2 separate regions of the Sus scrofa genome follow, and region 2 is linked to region 1. A link is a contact called in public HiChIP or PLAC-seq data. All regions are on one chromosome and are shown on one strand. The core of a region is the stretch at or near the end of the contact, and the rest is flanking DNA. Distances in the headings are between cores, read along the strand shown. Region 1 overlaps SCAI (protein SCAI). Region 2 overlaps GAPVD1 (GTPase-activating protein and VPS9 domain-containing protein 1).

Region 1 (4,015 bases), core at 202-2,701:
TAATTAGAAATAAACATAATGCAAATGTGGAAGATCTCATCACAGAAAACTGTGAAACTCTGAGAGGTAAAAATTAAAGAAGATTTAATAGAAAAGTAAGAATATGGAGTTCCCATTGTGGCGCAATGGTTAACGAATCCGACTAGGAACCATGAGGTTGCGGGTTCGGTCCCTGCCCTTGCTCAGTGGGTTAACGATCCGGCGTTGCCGTGAGCTGTGGTGTAGGTTGCAGACACGGCTCGGATCCTGCGTTGCTGTGGCTCTGGCATAGGCCGGTGGCTACAGCTCCGATTGGACCCCTAGCCTGGGAACCTCCATATGCCGCGGGAGCAGCCCAAGAAATAGCAACAACAACAACAACAACAACAAAAGACAAAAAGACAAAAAAAGAATATGCCATGCTTTTTTATTTTTTATTTTTTGGTCTTTTTTGCCTTTTCCAGGGCTGCTCCCGCGGCATATGGACGTTCCCAGGCTAGAGGTCGAATCGGAGCTGTAGCCACCAGTCTACGCCAGAGCCACAGCAACGCGGGATCCGAGCCACGTCTGCAACCTACACCACAGCTCACGGCAACACCGGATCCTTAACCCACCGAGTGAGGCCAGGGATCAAACCCGCGACCTCGTAGTTCCTAGTCGGATTCATTAACCACTGCGCCAGGACGGGAACTCCAGAACATGCCATGCTTTTTAACTCAAAAGTTTCAAAATTATAAAGACATCAATTCTCCCTAAATTGACCTATAGATTTAATGCAGTACTAATCAAAATCTTAAGTTTGTGATAAAGGAAAAACTGGCTCTATAATTTATATGGGAATACCAAGAGCCAAAAGCAGCTAAAATAACCTTAAAGAATAACAAGATGGAAGGGCTTATTCCACTGGATTTCGAGACTTCTGTAAAGCTGCAGGGCTGAAGGCTGTGGTATTGGTGCAGGAAGAGAAAAACAGATCAATACAACAGAACAGAGAGTTGAGAAATGATCCACATGTACGGGGATCCTTGATATGTAACAAAGGTGGTAGTGAGGCAACCAGAAAAAATAGTTTATTTAAAAAAAGAAAGAAAGGGGAAATAGCAACAACAACAACAACAACAACAACAACAACAACAAAAAAGACAAAAAAAAAAAAAAGAAAGAAAGGGGAAAAGAGCTAGTGCTGGGTCAACTGGATATCTAAATTAGAAGAAAAACCATGAATCTTGACTCCGACCTACATCATACACAAATGTAAATTCTAGGTAGACTGTGGATATAAACATAAAAGGTAAAACAAAATAGTTACGTTATGATAATATAAGGCTATCCCTATGACCATGGGGTAAAAAAAGATTTCTTAAACAGATTACCAAGAAAAATTGGATAGTTTTAAAAATCAAATACACAGTGTGTTCATCAAAAAACACCATTAAGGAGTTCCTGTTGTGGTTCAGTGGGTTGAGGAAGTGGGTTTGATCCTTGGCCTCTCTCAGTGCGTTAAGGATCCAGTGTTGCCATGAGCTGCAGGGTAGGTCACAGATGTGGCTAAGATCCCACATTGCTGTGGCCGTGGCGCAGGCCAGCAGCTGCAGCTCTGATTCAACCCCTAGCCCAGGAACTTCCATATGCTGCAGGTGGGGCCGTTAAGAAAAAAAAAAAAAAAAAAAAAGATACCATTAAGAGAGTGAAAAGACAAGCCACAGAGGAAAGGAAGTTATTCGCAATATATATTTGACAAAGGGTTTTTAACCAAAATAATAACTGAAGAACCTCTACAAGTCAGTAAGAAAAGGCAATCAAATAGTCCAACAAAAAAAGGAGAGGGTGAGGGTGAGCAAAAGCCTTGAGCATACGTTTCACAAAAGGGGATGACCAAATGAAAGGGTGGTGACTTTCATTAGTCATCAGAGAAGTGTAAGTTAAAGTTAAAATGACAGATCTACCAGAATGTCTCAAATGTTTTTTAAAAACCTGATAACCCCATGTGTTGAAAGAAATGTGCAGCAATAGAAACTACTAAAAAAAGATTTAGCAATATCTACTAATGTATACGCAGCCACTAGGAATATACCAACAGATATGCACTGGGTATGCACCAAAAGACATTAACATGAATGTTCATAGAAGTAAAATCTGTAACTACCAAAATCTGGAATCAAGTATCTATCAATAGTGAAATAGATAAATAAGTGGAATATTATAGTGTAATGAAAATGAACCCACTACAGCTACCTGCAATACCATGGATGAACCCAGCACACTGTTGAGTGAAAGTAGGAAAACCCAAAAGAATACATAAGGTACAAAACAAATAAAAACTAAACTATGGTAATTGACAAACTGATCAAGATAATGGTTCCTTTTAGGGAGGAAGCAGGAAATAAGAGGAATGCTAGAAATATTTCATTTCTTGACCTGGAGTTAACACTGTGAAAATTCATTGAGCTACACAGTTATTATGTGAAGAGAAAGAAGAGGGAAGATGAACATCTGACTCACGTGGTTTTACAAATAAGTTTTGCCACTGAAAAAAACAGGTAACTTCCCTTCCAACATTCATTTTAATGTATACTTCCCTTCCGACATTCATTATAATGAGCTAACTTAACCCTGACACCAAAGGGAAGGACAATATAAAGAAGCAAAATTACAAGCCAAGCTCCATATTATACAAACAGTTGTCATGGCCTCAAATGCTTATAGTATTAATAGATCATGGATAATTGAAACTTTAATATAAAACTGTGAATACAATTTCACAAATGCAATTTCACTGGTTTCCTTAAAAATAAATGGTAGATTAAGACATGAATGAAATACATATATCTATCAATTATGTGGGGAAAAATACATTTGATCATGTACAAACAAGGCTGGTTCTATAGACATTTATGGAAAGCATGTATGTAACCATACCACATGGGTAACAATAAAAGTGGAGACAAAGAGGAGTTCCCTCTGTGGCACAGAGATCAGAAGCATCTCTGGAGCACCAGAAGATGGGTTCAATCCCCAGCCTGGCTCAGTGGGTTGAGGATCTGGCATTGCCACAGCCGTGGCGTGCTTGCAGCTGCAGCTGGGATCTGATCCTTGGCCAGGGAACTCCGTATGTCACAGGGCAGCCAAAAAAAGTAGAGACAAAGAAAAAAAGACATACTTTGTTGAGGGTTGAATTGCATCTCCCCCAGCCAAAAAAGTATGTTGAAGTCCTTACCCCTTGTACCTCTCAGTGCGAGCTTATTTGGAAATAGTGTGTTTGTAGATAGAATTAAGATGTAAGTTAACACGAAATCATATTCCAACAGAGTGAGTCTGAACTCCAGTATGACCGGTGTCCTTATAAGCTGAGGAAAAGAGACACAGAGACAAACACCCACAGAGAGGAGAATGCCATGTGAAGACAGAGGGAAGACAGCCAAACGAAGAAAGAGACAGAGATTGGAGCTCTTCGTAGCTACAAGCCAAGGAACGCCGAAGAACCACCAGAAGCTAAGCAAAAGGCACAGGACCAATCTTGCCAACACTTTGATGGCTGTATGGTCTCCTGTGTGTGAGAGCACAAATTTCTGCTGTTTTAAGCCACCCAGTTTGTGGTAATTTATTACAGCAGCCCAAGGACACACAATTGTACATATACCAACGTCTGTATAGGACAGAGTCCTAACACTTTACAAAATGGGCACATGAGCAAAAGAGCACCGAATGCAGACGACTGCTCAAGGACTTGTTCTGCAAAACACAGGACATCTGGCAAGTTACAGACCTGCTTCGTTGACAATTTCTTTTTAGAGGCAGTCTTGACAAAGCAACACGAGAAATTGCTTTGGATTTAATTCTGAGTAAGTGGTTGGCAATATGAAAGTATGAACGAAATCAGAGAAAATTATATATGACAGATAACATCAAAACAGGAAGCACAATGCAATGTCAGAACAGAGTGGAAAGGGCCCTGGATTAAGACAGAAGTAGCATTCCTATTCCAAATACTTCCTAGTTTTGTGACGGTAAACAAATAAAAAACTGTAGCTAACAC
Region 2 (3,779 bases), core at 1,165-3,664, 160 kb after region 1:
AGGCTAGGGGTTGAATCGGAGCTGCAGCTGCTGGCCTACATACACCACAGCCACAGCCACATGGGGTCCAAGCCACTGAGCTGCATCTGTGACCTCCACCACAGCTCATGGCAATGCCAGATGCTGCAGAAGTGACCCAAGCTTCAGTAACAATGCAAGATCCTTAACCTGCTGTGCCACAAGAGAACTCCTCAAGGAAAATTTTAAAAAGTCAAAGTTTTTGAACCAGAATAGTAAAGATACATGAGTATTTACTAAGTCATGCATATTAGCTATCCAGGTGTTTTGAAAGTAATGTCAGTTGCATCGTATAATAGCCATTTTGTATGCATAAATTTCATTATTTTTGTGGTTTGTCTTTATCTCTGGAAAATTAGTGTATTGGGGGTAAAATTGACATCTGTTTGGATTTTATTAATTTTGGTAGGGTCTGGAGTTTTGGTGTCATAACAAGAAGTCTTGTACTGTTTGTTTGAATTACAGATGCTTTCTGGCTCTATTTTATGTTCTTGAATCTTCAAAGTAGTGTGTCTTTGAGTTCCCTGTACTTGTGCCAGGAGTAGTTGGTACTAAGTCCATTCTGTTTTCTACAATGTTTTACTTTTGTTTCAAAAATATCAACTAAAGATATTAAAGTATCACTTGTTTCCATGTCCCCCCCCCCATGATATATGTTTCTTAATTGTGAGGAAATATTTTCTTTGGTTCATTAGTAATTATTTCAGACATGCTCATTGGAAAGTTAGGAGATGTTTTCAACTTAAATTTAGTTACTGTTCTTTAATCATTTTAGAACTGAGTTAACAGCAGCTTGGCTGATGATTCCTTACTGGAGGATTGCTCTTCATTAGTCACTCACTTATTTATTAACTTCTTATAATTTCAAATGCTGATGTAGCACCTGCTAAATGCCAGTTCTTCTGCCAAATAATGCAGATACTGAGATGACTACATCCCTGCTTCAGGGAACTTGGAGTTTTGTTGAGAAAATATTTTGTTGCAAAGAGTATAAAATGCTATGGTAGAAATGAGCCCAAATGAAAAACTGAGTCTAGAAACTGGTCAGTTTGGGCTGGGCCCTGTTGCCTAAGTGAGATTTAACTGACCATGGAAAGGAATGGGCAGAAGTTTCTAAATAGAGGGTATTTAGAAATACAGTCTGTGATAGCCACTCAGAACTGCCATTAGAATATCATGTATTCCTATGAGAATGTGTGTCCCTCAAAAGCAGACCTCAACCTGTCCTGTTCGTCAGTGCCTAGCACATAGTAGGTGTTTAATAATTTGTTGAATTAATGAGTGAAAGAAGTGTAGGTAATCAAGCTTACTGTGTTTTTCTCTCCATTTTTTTGGAAAGAGATGAATTTTGATGATTTTAAAGCAGGCAATTTAACAAAATATTGTAAAGTGAGTAAGAAACTATTCCTGTGCTGAAGGTTAAGTCTTTTAAGAGGAAATACATATAGACAGATCATTGTAATTCAGCATGATTACATTTATTAAAAATATTTGCATATCTCTATTATGGATTTCTTAGGTCCCTGAAAAGTGGTGGGTAATTAAAATAAAACCTCAAATTAAAATTATTTCATTGATAGAATATAGATCACTTTGTAGGTCATTAAAAAATAACAGTCATGCCCTGTTTTTGCTCTCTGAGGTTAGTATCAATATTACATAAATACTGTGATGAAAAGTTTCTAGGTAATGAAAAAAAGTAACAATTCTGTCAAGGTATTGGCATCAACAAATAACAGTGTTTACTGTGCTTAATCCTTGAGTAACATGATTTTTCCCAAATCTGCATACTTTTATACTATTATTTATTTAATGTCCTTTTTGTGGAACACCTTTAAACTTTTTTAATTTTTTTTCTTTTTTTTTTTTTCCCCTTTTTAGAGCCGCACCTGCGGCATGTGAAAGTTTCCAGACTAGGGGTCAAATCAGAGCTGCAGCTGCTGGCCTACGCCACAGCCACAGCCACGCCAAATCTGAACCTGAGCCACATCTTCAGGCTATGCTGTTACTTGCAGCAATGCTGGATCCTTAACTCACGAGGCCAGGGATTGAACCTGATCCTCATGGATACTAGTCGGGTTCGTTTTGCTGTGCCACAACGAGAATTCCTAAACATATTTTTAAAGAAGCTTTGTATTGCTACCATAGTGAAAGGCTAACATCTTTTGCTCTAAATAGAAAGCAACCTAAATGTAATGAAAATAGAACAACATTATAAAACCTACTTGCTACTCTTTGCAGAAGGTGCTGAGTTTGGAGCTTGCTACCCTTTAATTAAAATGGGAGATTGGGAAGTGTTGAAGACAAACTGGCACTTTGCTTAGATTTTCTCCACGATGTAAATAGAAGAACTGAAAGAGCCTTAAAAATGGCATAACTTTCCCACTTGGTGTCGTAAGGGAGGAAGGCTGCACCCTGTTTGTTGACAGGAGCAGTTCCCCCAGAGCTTCACAGAGAGAAGAGATTTGGGGGCTGGGCCTTAAAGGAGAAATCTTGTGTTCACTTGAAAATAAGGCGACGGTGGGCCTCTTAAACCTAGATAATAGCATCTGCAAATGTTGGAGACTTTAGGATATAGTATGGCGGCAACATCTGATTTGAGGGAAGTGGAGAAATGATGGGAGATGAGACAGGAGATATAAAAAGAGGGATTCATGGTTGAGAGCTTGGTGCCTGGTAGCAGATTGTGGACGTAAACCTGTAGGTAGTGGAGATCACTTTGAAAATATTGGTTACTCTCTGGGGCCACCTGCCCACAGAAAATCCCAGTTAGCTCATAGAGAGAGAGGGCAAGGTGACCGAGATATTCTGGAACCAGCTAGGGAACTTAGATCTATTTGGAGATTTATCGAGCGTTAATTATGGGAAATGGATGATACCTATAATTCCCTGTTTTTCAGTTGAAAAACTGAATTCCAGGAAGATTATATTAATCACTAGAGATTACATAGCTAGTCTTGAGCTCATTACATTTTACTTTAGAGTGCTGTACCCAGAACTCTTAGTATGTTTCGGTCTTGAGGAGTTCCCTGGTAGCTCATTGGGTTAAGAATCCAGCGTGGTCACTACTGTGGCATAGGTTCCATCCCTGGTCTGGGAACTTTTGCATGCCGTGGGCGCAGCCAACAAAATTTAAATAAAAAGATACTGTGGATAGGACCTACTATGTGTATGCATTTAATTACCAGGGTGATAATCTGGATTAATCAGTAGTAACTTTTTCTAAACTTTCATATACCATCTCTTTAATAAAATTTAGGTTATTTAGTCCTAAAGTCCAGCTAAGCCTGAGAAGATCAGCTAGCTTGAAACTTCTAAGAAAGAAGTTTTCCAGATAGTCACTGACGTATTAATAATTGTTGAAAGAGTAGAGTGATTAGAAGTGACTTTGGGGGAGTTCCCTCATGGCGTAGTGGTTAACGAATCCGACTAGGAACCATGAGGTTGCGGGTTCGATCCCTGCCCTTGCTCAGTGGGTTAACGATCTGGCGTTGCCGTGAGCTGTGGTGTAGGTTGCAGACGCGGCTCAGATCCCGAGTTGCTGTGGCTCTGGTGTAGGCTGGTGGCTACAGCTCCGATTAGACCCCTAGCCTGGGAACCTCCATATGCCGCGGGAGCGGCCCAAAGAAATAGCAAAAAGACAAAAAAAAAAAAAAAAAAAAAAAAAAGAAGTGACTTTGACAGTAAATTAAAGCACTCTTGGGAGGCAGATGGCATGGTGGTTAAAAGCTGCATGAGCCAGATACACCTGGATTCTAGTC

The links. HiChIP or PLAC-seq counts read pairs in DNA pulled down with a chosen protein or histone mark.
Region 2: an H3K27ac HiChIP or PLAC-seq map of alveolar macrophages shows a contact between it and region 1. The contact joins two enhancer-like sites. A contact is called at or near these places in 6 of 47 Hi-C or Micro-C datasets (embryonic fibroblasts, heart right ventricle, retroperitoneal adipose tissue and 2 more) and 1 of 2 datasets of contacts at active chromatin or transcription factors (alveolar macrophages).

Annotation. Positions count from the first base shown.
Region 1 is chr1:265,801,145-265,805,159 of Sscrofa11.1, forward strand. The region is part of intron 2 of SCAI (protein SCAI); the gene reads right to left. Among named protein-coding and RNA genes, the nearest start is that of SCAI, 64 kb to the right of the region's middle. Within about 2 kb of position 1,452, at least 1 of the 83 cell types and tissues checked has an H3K27ac peak or open chromatin away from gene starts, as enhancers often do. A contact at or near this core is called in alveolar macrophages, where this site is marked.
Region 2 is chr1:265,956,172-265,959,950 of Sscrofa11.1, forward strand. All of the region lies in intron 3 of GAPVD1 (GTPase-activating protein and VPS9 domain-containing protein 1), which reads left to right. Among named protein-coding and RNA genes, the nearest start is that of GAPVD1, 10 kb to the left of the region's middle. Within about 2 kb of position 2,415, at least 2 of the 83 cell types and tissues checked have an H3K27ac peak or open chromatin away from gene starts, as enhancers often do. A contact at or near this core is called in alveolar macrophages, where this site is marked.